Linked DNA regions of Capsicum annuum: region 1 is linked to region 2. The links are chromatin contacts, called in public Hi-C maps. All regions are on one chromosome and are shown on one strand. The core of a region is the stretch at or near the end of the contact, and the rest is flanking DNA. Distances in the headings are between cores, read along the strand shown.

What was found. A called contact is a pair of places that touch in the nucleus more often than the background predicts.
Region 1: a Hi-C map of placenta shows a contact between it and region 2, with 4 times the contacts expected there. The contact joins the promoter of LOC107863905 here to the promoter of LOC107863907 in region 2. A contact is called at or near these places in 3 of 5 Hi-C or Micro-C datasets (bud, leaf and placenta).

The regions. Positions count from the first base shown.
Region 1 is chr3:40,577,530-40,581,372 of UCD10Xv1.1, reverse strand. LOC107863905 reads left to right here and starts at 1,728. Exons shown (of 12, transcript XM_047409306.1): 1 at 1,728-2,091; 2 at 3,046-3,144; 3 at 3,417-3,620; 4 at 3,622-3,843. The coding sequence starts at 1,921.
Region 2 is chr3:39,786,209-39,789,893 of UCD10Xv1.1, reverse strand. LOC107863907 (protein PHOSPHATE STARVATION RESPONSE 1) reads right to left here and starts at 1,810. Exons shown (of 8, transcript XM_016710105.2): 1 at 1,440-1,810.

The sequences.
Region 1 (3,843 bases), core at 479-2,978, 790 kb before region 2:
ACAAGCTAATTCAGACATCATAGTTACAAAAAATAATAAAATAAATATTCCTTATACAAAAAATATAAATAAACATAAAATTTATTAAGATTTAAGAAATCATTAACAGAAACGAAGACTTAAAACAATTGGTAAAATTACCTCTATATGATCAGGAATAGAAATGCAAGATAAGTCCGTCTATAATAGATCCTTATAATTCAATCTTTTTCCCCACGCAATACATAGCGGGAGCTTTAGAAATAGTCCGATAAAGCGTATTACAAAAATAATACAAACATTAAATTTATGTATTATTAGTACCTTATTTGGTACAAAGGTACTAATAATACATAAATTATTATGTACTAATAATACATAAAGAGACGAACCCTTGAGTCCAAAGAATTCAGGTTGATTAGGAGCAAGACAGAGTATATGGAATGCAAGTTTAGTGACTTGAGGCAGAAGGACGAGGTGGTAGTTAGGTTGGATTCCTAGGTTGTGGGTAGGAGGGATAGTTTTAAGTATCTCAGGTCCATGATTCAGGGGAAATGGTGAGATTGATGAGGATATCTCCCGCAGTATTATGACAGGTTGAATGAAGTGGATGCTCGCCTCGGGAGTGTTGTGTGATAAGAAGGTGCCGCTCAAACTTAAAGGAAAATTTTACAGAGTGGCAATTCGTCCGGCCATGCTGTATGGAGCGGAGTGTTGTCCAGTGAAGAACGCCCATATCCAAAAATTAAAAGTGGCGAAAATGCGGATGTTGTGTTAAATGTGTGGACTTACTAGAAGTGATAAGGTTATGAATGAGAGTATCTGGGAGAAGGTTTGAGTGGATTCGGTAGAGGACAAGATGCGGGAAGTTCTGTTGAGATAGTTCGGACATGTGAGAAGGAGGGGCACGGATGTCCTAGTTCGTAGGTATGAGAGGCTGGCTTTGGATGATTTCAGACGGGGTAGGGGCAGACCAAAGAAATATTGGAGGGAGGTAATTAGACGTGACATAGAGCAGTTACAGCTTACTGAGTACATGACCCTAGATAGGAAGGTTTTGGAGGATGCGAATTAGGGTAGAATGTTAGTGCCTGTGGGTGGTAGCAGTCAGTAGTTAGGAGAGCTTTGGGGTGGGGGTGCCTTTGGCTTGTTAGTATAGGGTATTACTGTGTGGGTGTTTCATTTCTATTGTGCCATCTTGTTTCATGCTCTATTATGAATTTGCTTATTATTTTTTATCCTGAGCCGGAGGTCTATCGGAAACAGTTTTGCTATCTCTCCGGAGGTAGTGGTATGGACTACGTATATTTTACCCTCCCCAGACCCCACTGTGTGAAAATACACTGAATTTGTTGTTGTTATTGTTATATTTGGTACACTTTTCAATCAGTGTTTAACTACTAGCTCTATTTGGTGTTAAAATCTGCATAACTAAATCAAATACTGCATAAGAGAAATTTCAGCATAATTAATGCAAACATCACTAATATTAGCATACTAATACATCATATTTTGCACTATTATTAGAGGGTGTTTGATCATGAGAATATTTTTTTCTCAAAAATTATATCAATTTAGTAAAAATTGTAGTATTTGACCATAAAAATTTCAAAAATTGTATTTGGAAACTTTTACTTCTCTCACAAAAAACAAAAAATAACTTCAATCTATATTTATGACTAAACATAATTTCAAACTTCTACTTCAAAAAATTTAGATTTTCAAACACCCAAGCAGGCCATACACCTACTGAGACATTCTACCAAACGATCCCTTAGTGGATCAGGTTGTTTTTTGTTTTTTTAATAATATAAAATCAATTGACATTAATTGGGGGACTGAGCACGTGTAATGTTTGTTTTATTTTGAGAAAAAATAAAAAGAAGAAGAATTTCCCTTGGTTTCGTTAAGGCGGGGAAAGGAGTGAGAGTCGTTTGGAAGATGGGGAGTTGGTCATACCCAGATGCATCTCTGGAAGATTTGGTGAAAATGGTAAAAGGGTTCATAGATATGACCATTCTTGCTTCTGGGCATCAATCATCTGGTCGTCTTGCCCACTGGGATTCCCAAAACATTAAGAATGCGCTTCAGTTGGCTCTCTTTCTTGAACACGTCAGTCCCTCTTCTCTCTTTAATCAAAATTAACAAACTCTTAAATATTGTTGCTAAAATTGTGTGTAAATTGCTTTTAATATGTGTGCTGAATTCTTGAACCCCTTCTTCAAAAAAATACAGTGTATATATAAGGTCAAAAGTATGTGTGCGTGTGTGTATATATGTGTATATGTTGAATTCTTTTAATTTCTTCGTGTGTTTACATCTTTATATTCTGAGCCTCTTAATGAAAATGCTTGCTCTGCCACCAGCTGTTGTACCCTTATTTGCTACTCTTTTATCATATTATAAGGAATCTACAGATTTAGACAGTAATTGTATTCTCCTTTCAGCTTTGCTTTTTGTAAAGCCCATTTTTTGGTTCTAAGCTGTTGATAGAGAGCATGCATGTATAGTTGGTCCCAACTAGGGGTGGAGCCAGGTAGGGTCAAGGGGATTGGACCCTGTTTGACGAAAAATTACATTATTTATGTGTTATCTATGCATAGTAGATATTGAATTCCCTTTGGCATCTTTGTGTATTTGCATTTTCAAATTTTGAACCTCCTTAATGAAAGTTCCGACTCTACCACATGCATCAACTAGTTTGAGATTAAGGTGTAGTTGGTTGATTGCTTGATTCCAGTTCTCCCATCAGTCGTTATCACTAGTTAACATAGCGCTTGGATCTTCCTTAAGCTGTTTTATTTTCAAGTATAACTGTCTCAATTGCAGTTGGGAAAGAAGGGTGGAGACAATTAATCAATGCAGTTTGTTTTCTTGAAAATTACAGATGTGTTTGTTTTATGCTCTGGTTGATCCTCTGTTACGACTGCTTAATGTTGCTACTTTAGTGGAAAATGTTGATGCTTTAGGTTGTCCATTGAGATGTATATGTTTTCCTTGCTTCCATAAACCCTCTTGGAAAACATGTTGTAGATAAACTGTGGCTTATTCTGCCTCTGCATATAGGTGATGAGAGACCTAAGTAGCTCAGACGACTACAGAGACTCTTTGGAGGAGCTTGATGCAGCTTTATGTGGAGTGATCTCTAATCCATATTTCCCCCAGGTAGTCGATTTGTTACATGTCCTCGACAAATTATTTATCAGCTAGGTTTTGATCGTAAATGAGAAGATTGCTTCCGTAGAAAGATGAAAGTGGATTCACATTCATGAACATATGGATTATATAAGAAGAAGAAAAAGAAGAAGACTATTATTAGTTTGTTTTTTTGTACTTTCTGTATCTCTAACTTCTTCTACCGGATTGTTCGTTTCCTATTGCAACTTAAATAGTTCTGAAAAGAGGAAAGGTTCCCTTTCTGTTAATATTTTGAACAGGGTCTAGCACATTTTTCCTCGAAGGTCCTTTGCAAAGTGAGTGAATTCATGCTAGAACATCTCATCAGCGTCTTCCCTCTGAGGGATGAACACCTCAAAGCTTTACTGACTGCAAATGTTGAGATGGATTATCACATGCACCCGAAGACAGATAGTCGATCCCTCAATGAAATATTTGAAACTTTAATGTTTAATACATCTAAAAACCCTGTCAATAATGAGAAATTTTTTTTTAAGGGAGGAATCTCTAAACTCATCGCCAAATTCTTCTCCAAGTGGACAAGCTGATGATTCAATCAGGTGTCCGCTTTCTCTCTTCACTGCACAAGCGCTTGAGAGGAGGCAACAATCAGTTTCATTGATATCTTCAGCAGAGACAGGCTTGGATATTTTGTCTAGTGGCTTAAGAGATTTGTATGTGAGGGAA
Region 2 (3,685 bases), core at 561-3,060:
ATGTCAAGTTAATTTAGCACTAGACATCAGCTTTAACCTAAAGCTTCCGCCTTAATCTCAGTACCCCCACCAGATAAACTGAAAACAAAGTTGTAAGAAGTCCAGACTCAGAGTCAAAGTTGAAACTTTTAATCTCAACCTACTTAATCTATGCAAAAACAGGAAACATAATCAATTTAACTATGCTTCAAGCCCAAATTAGACTGAACGAATCCTTCTAGTCGCTGACTAGATTATAAATGCCCCAAGCAAACTCCTATCCTCGCAAAAGGTTCATATCAACTAAGTTAATTCCAAATAATTGGTATGCATATATGAAATCTTTGCTTTTTCCTGTTTTTTCTTCTAGGCAAACTATAAAGAATGTTGTAAGGCAACTTAGCCCACCCCAGCCCCCCACAAGAGAAATCCAATTGCAGCAACAATAAGACAATCAAAAACAACAACATACCCAGTGAAATCCCACAAGTCCCACAAGTGGGGTCTAGGGAGGTAGAGTGTACGCAAACCTTACCACTATCTCGTGGAGATAAAGAGGCTATTTTGAAAAGATCCTCGGTTCAAGTACAACAAATACAAGTACAAATAAGAAGAAAGCATAACAACTAACAAGGAAAGCAGTGGAAAGCCTATATGAAGTATGAACAGAACAAGAACAACAACAAAAATAGTGTGATAACTGAAACACAATAAACAACAGACGATGACAGATATCAAAAGCATGAACTACAGTCACAGCTAGTACAACCATAAACACCAACAAGCCTAAACCCTAGAAAATAAAGATAACACTGCACTACCTACTAATGTTCTACCCTAATACGCACCCTCCACACCCTCCTATCTGTAAAACAATCAAAATTAGAAAAAATAAAATATATGTCAAATTTACAGTCATGAAGCCATGCAGAAATCAACAATCACTCCTTTGGGATGCCCAATAGAAACGAAAAAAGTAGGTGATTTCTTCCCATCTTTCCTAGCCTTAATGGACAGAATTACCTAAAACCTGCGCACAAGCTAGCACCGACACCACAGTTACCAAAAAAATCACCCCTTTGGGATGGAAGATAATCCCAATCACTTTCCAATCCCAAACACACACACACCACACACAAGGAAACATGAAGCTAAATCAAGAATTCAGGATTATGGCCTTTTCTTTTTCGGAAAACCGTGGTGAGCTTTCGCGCACATCGACTAAATCGACGGCCACCTCCTACCACCAACAAATACCAGGTAACTCTATCTACCAACGGTAGGACAGATGGGAAGAATTGTCTGGTGTTCTTTACCTCTGCTAGAATTCAAACCTGAGACCACTAGGCCACACCCTTGGGTGCAAGCATTTCCATCAATAAACATTCAAATAACACAAAATTTAGACGAAAAACATCAAAATTATTGAAAGAAATGAAAAGGATATAAGTAATTATTACCTAAAAACGCAAAAAAAGCTTCAATTGAGAATCAAACAGCTCCATTTGCACCCCAAAAAAAAACGAACAGTCACACGGCAATCATAGAACAAAAAAAAAAAGTTCAATTGAAATTGAGTGGAGGGTATTTTGGTGGATTTCATTACATCATCGGATAAATCGAAAGAAGTTTGAAGGGTGAACGTTGATTTTTGGTTGGCTCGGAATTTTGTAATTCTTGTACAACAAACAGTGCCTAAGCTAGTTGCAGAGATTGTTGTCGTGGAGGTTGGGTTACACGCGCGCGTGAGAAGATACGGGGAATATGAGGAGAAGTTTGTGACTATCATGGGTGGGTCCCATTTGACAAAAACGTAATGCTATTGGTCTGTGACGTGACTGCCTCGTGCGGTGGCACGTGTGGTTAAAACCTCATTTTCATTCGGTATTTGATATTCGTCTCATATTGTTGACATTGTTAATCAATTTTATTACTATATAGTATTTTTAATCCATATTAATGAATGAATATAAAAATAATTTATTTAAACTTTTAAAGCGTATATTAATTATAGAGAAAAATTAAAAAATAATATTTATTATATTTTGATTTAGTAAATGATCAATTAATTTTGATTTTTAGTAAGATGATCAATTAATATATAACGGAGAAAGTAATAATCTATTCGTAATAACATGAAAATATTTGAAATTTTCTCAAAATATTTTTTCACTTTATTTAAAAAATAGCTTTTAATCATAAAAATTTTAAATATAATTTAAAATTATATTTGAAACTTAAAAAATACTCAAAATCTTGTTTTTACTTTTTCTAAATTTTTCTTTTTCAAATTTATCTCAAAATTTTTTATATTGTTTACAAAAATAATTTTTTAAAATTGTTTCATATATTTTAGATAAATTACATTAAAATTTATATATTTATGTTAAAAAATATTTAAATACAACGTCAACTCCAATTTCAACTTTAAAAATCTAAATAAAATTGCATTCATGGACATGCCCAGTAAACTCTCTTTATTCGTGGGAAAAGGATTTTAATATTCTAAGTAATCCTGAGATAAAATACATTTTATCTTATATTTGATTGGAGGAATTAATCAATATCGAGATAACTTATTCGCTATTTACACTGAAATAACTTATTCATGATGAGATAAATTATTTTAAATAATCTTGAAATAATTAATTCCAAAATTAGTTATTCAGGGATAACTATTTTCCAACCAAACTACCAAAAAAAAAAAAAAAAGAAGATTTTAATAATTGTGAGTTGAATACTATAGAATTCAAAGTGGTCTTTCGGTGGATTAAAGGCCATGTTGGGAGGCCCTCCGTTTTTATTTTTTTAAATTTCAATAATGCTTTTTTTTGGGGCGGGGGGGGGGGGGGCGCGTTAACCATATCGTAATGCTAACACACCCGGGGTGAGTGGTACCTTCGTTTTCTTTATTTGCTTAGAATTAGTGGTCATTAAGAATCTTGGAGACACGTGTCAGTCATAGAACCAATATTCATGTTAATACAACAACCAACAATAACATATCTAAAGTATTTCCATATAATGGGGTCTAGGAAAGGTAGAGCGTACGCAGATCATACCACTACCTCAGGTGCAGTAGAGAGGTTATTTTCGATAGACCCCCAACTCAGGACCGATAACAATATAACAGACACAAAATATAAATGCATATACACTAATACAGTATGCAAAATAAACTAACACTGCTAGCTAATACAAAAAACAATACAGCCACAAGATAATACTATAAACTATCTATTCGAGACATCACTCAAACACCACGAACAAGAAACTTCAGACACAAATAAAGTACTCTCCCCTACTGTTATCGATGCACTCCTACCCCCTAACCCTCTACCCTAATTCGCGTCCTCTAAATCTTCCTATCAAGGATCATGTCCTCTGGAAGCTGTAACTGTTCCATATCATGCCTAGTCGCTTCCCTTCAATATTTCTTCGACCTACCTCTACCCCGCCTGAAACCATACACAACCAGTGTCTCACACTTTCAAACCAGAGCATCCGAGCCCCTCCTCATAACGTGCCCGAACCAATGTAACCTCACTTCTCTCATCTTGTTTTCCACCAAAGTCACTCCAACCTTTTTCCGAATAATCTCATTCCTCATCTTATTTTTCCTAGTAAGGCCACACATCGATCACAACATCTTCATCTCTGCCACTTCAACTTTTGAATGTGGAAGTTCTTAACTGACCGACACTCC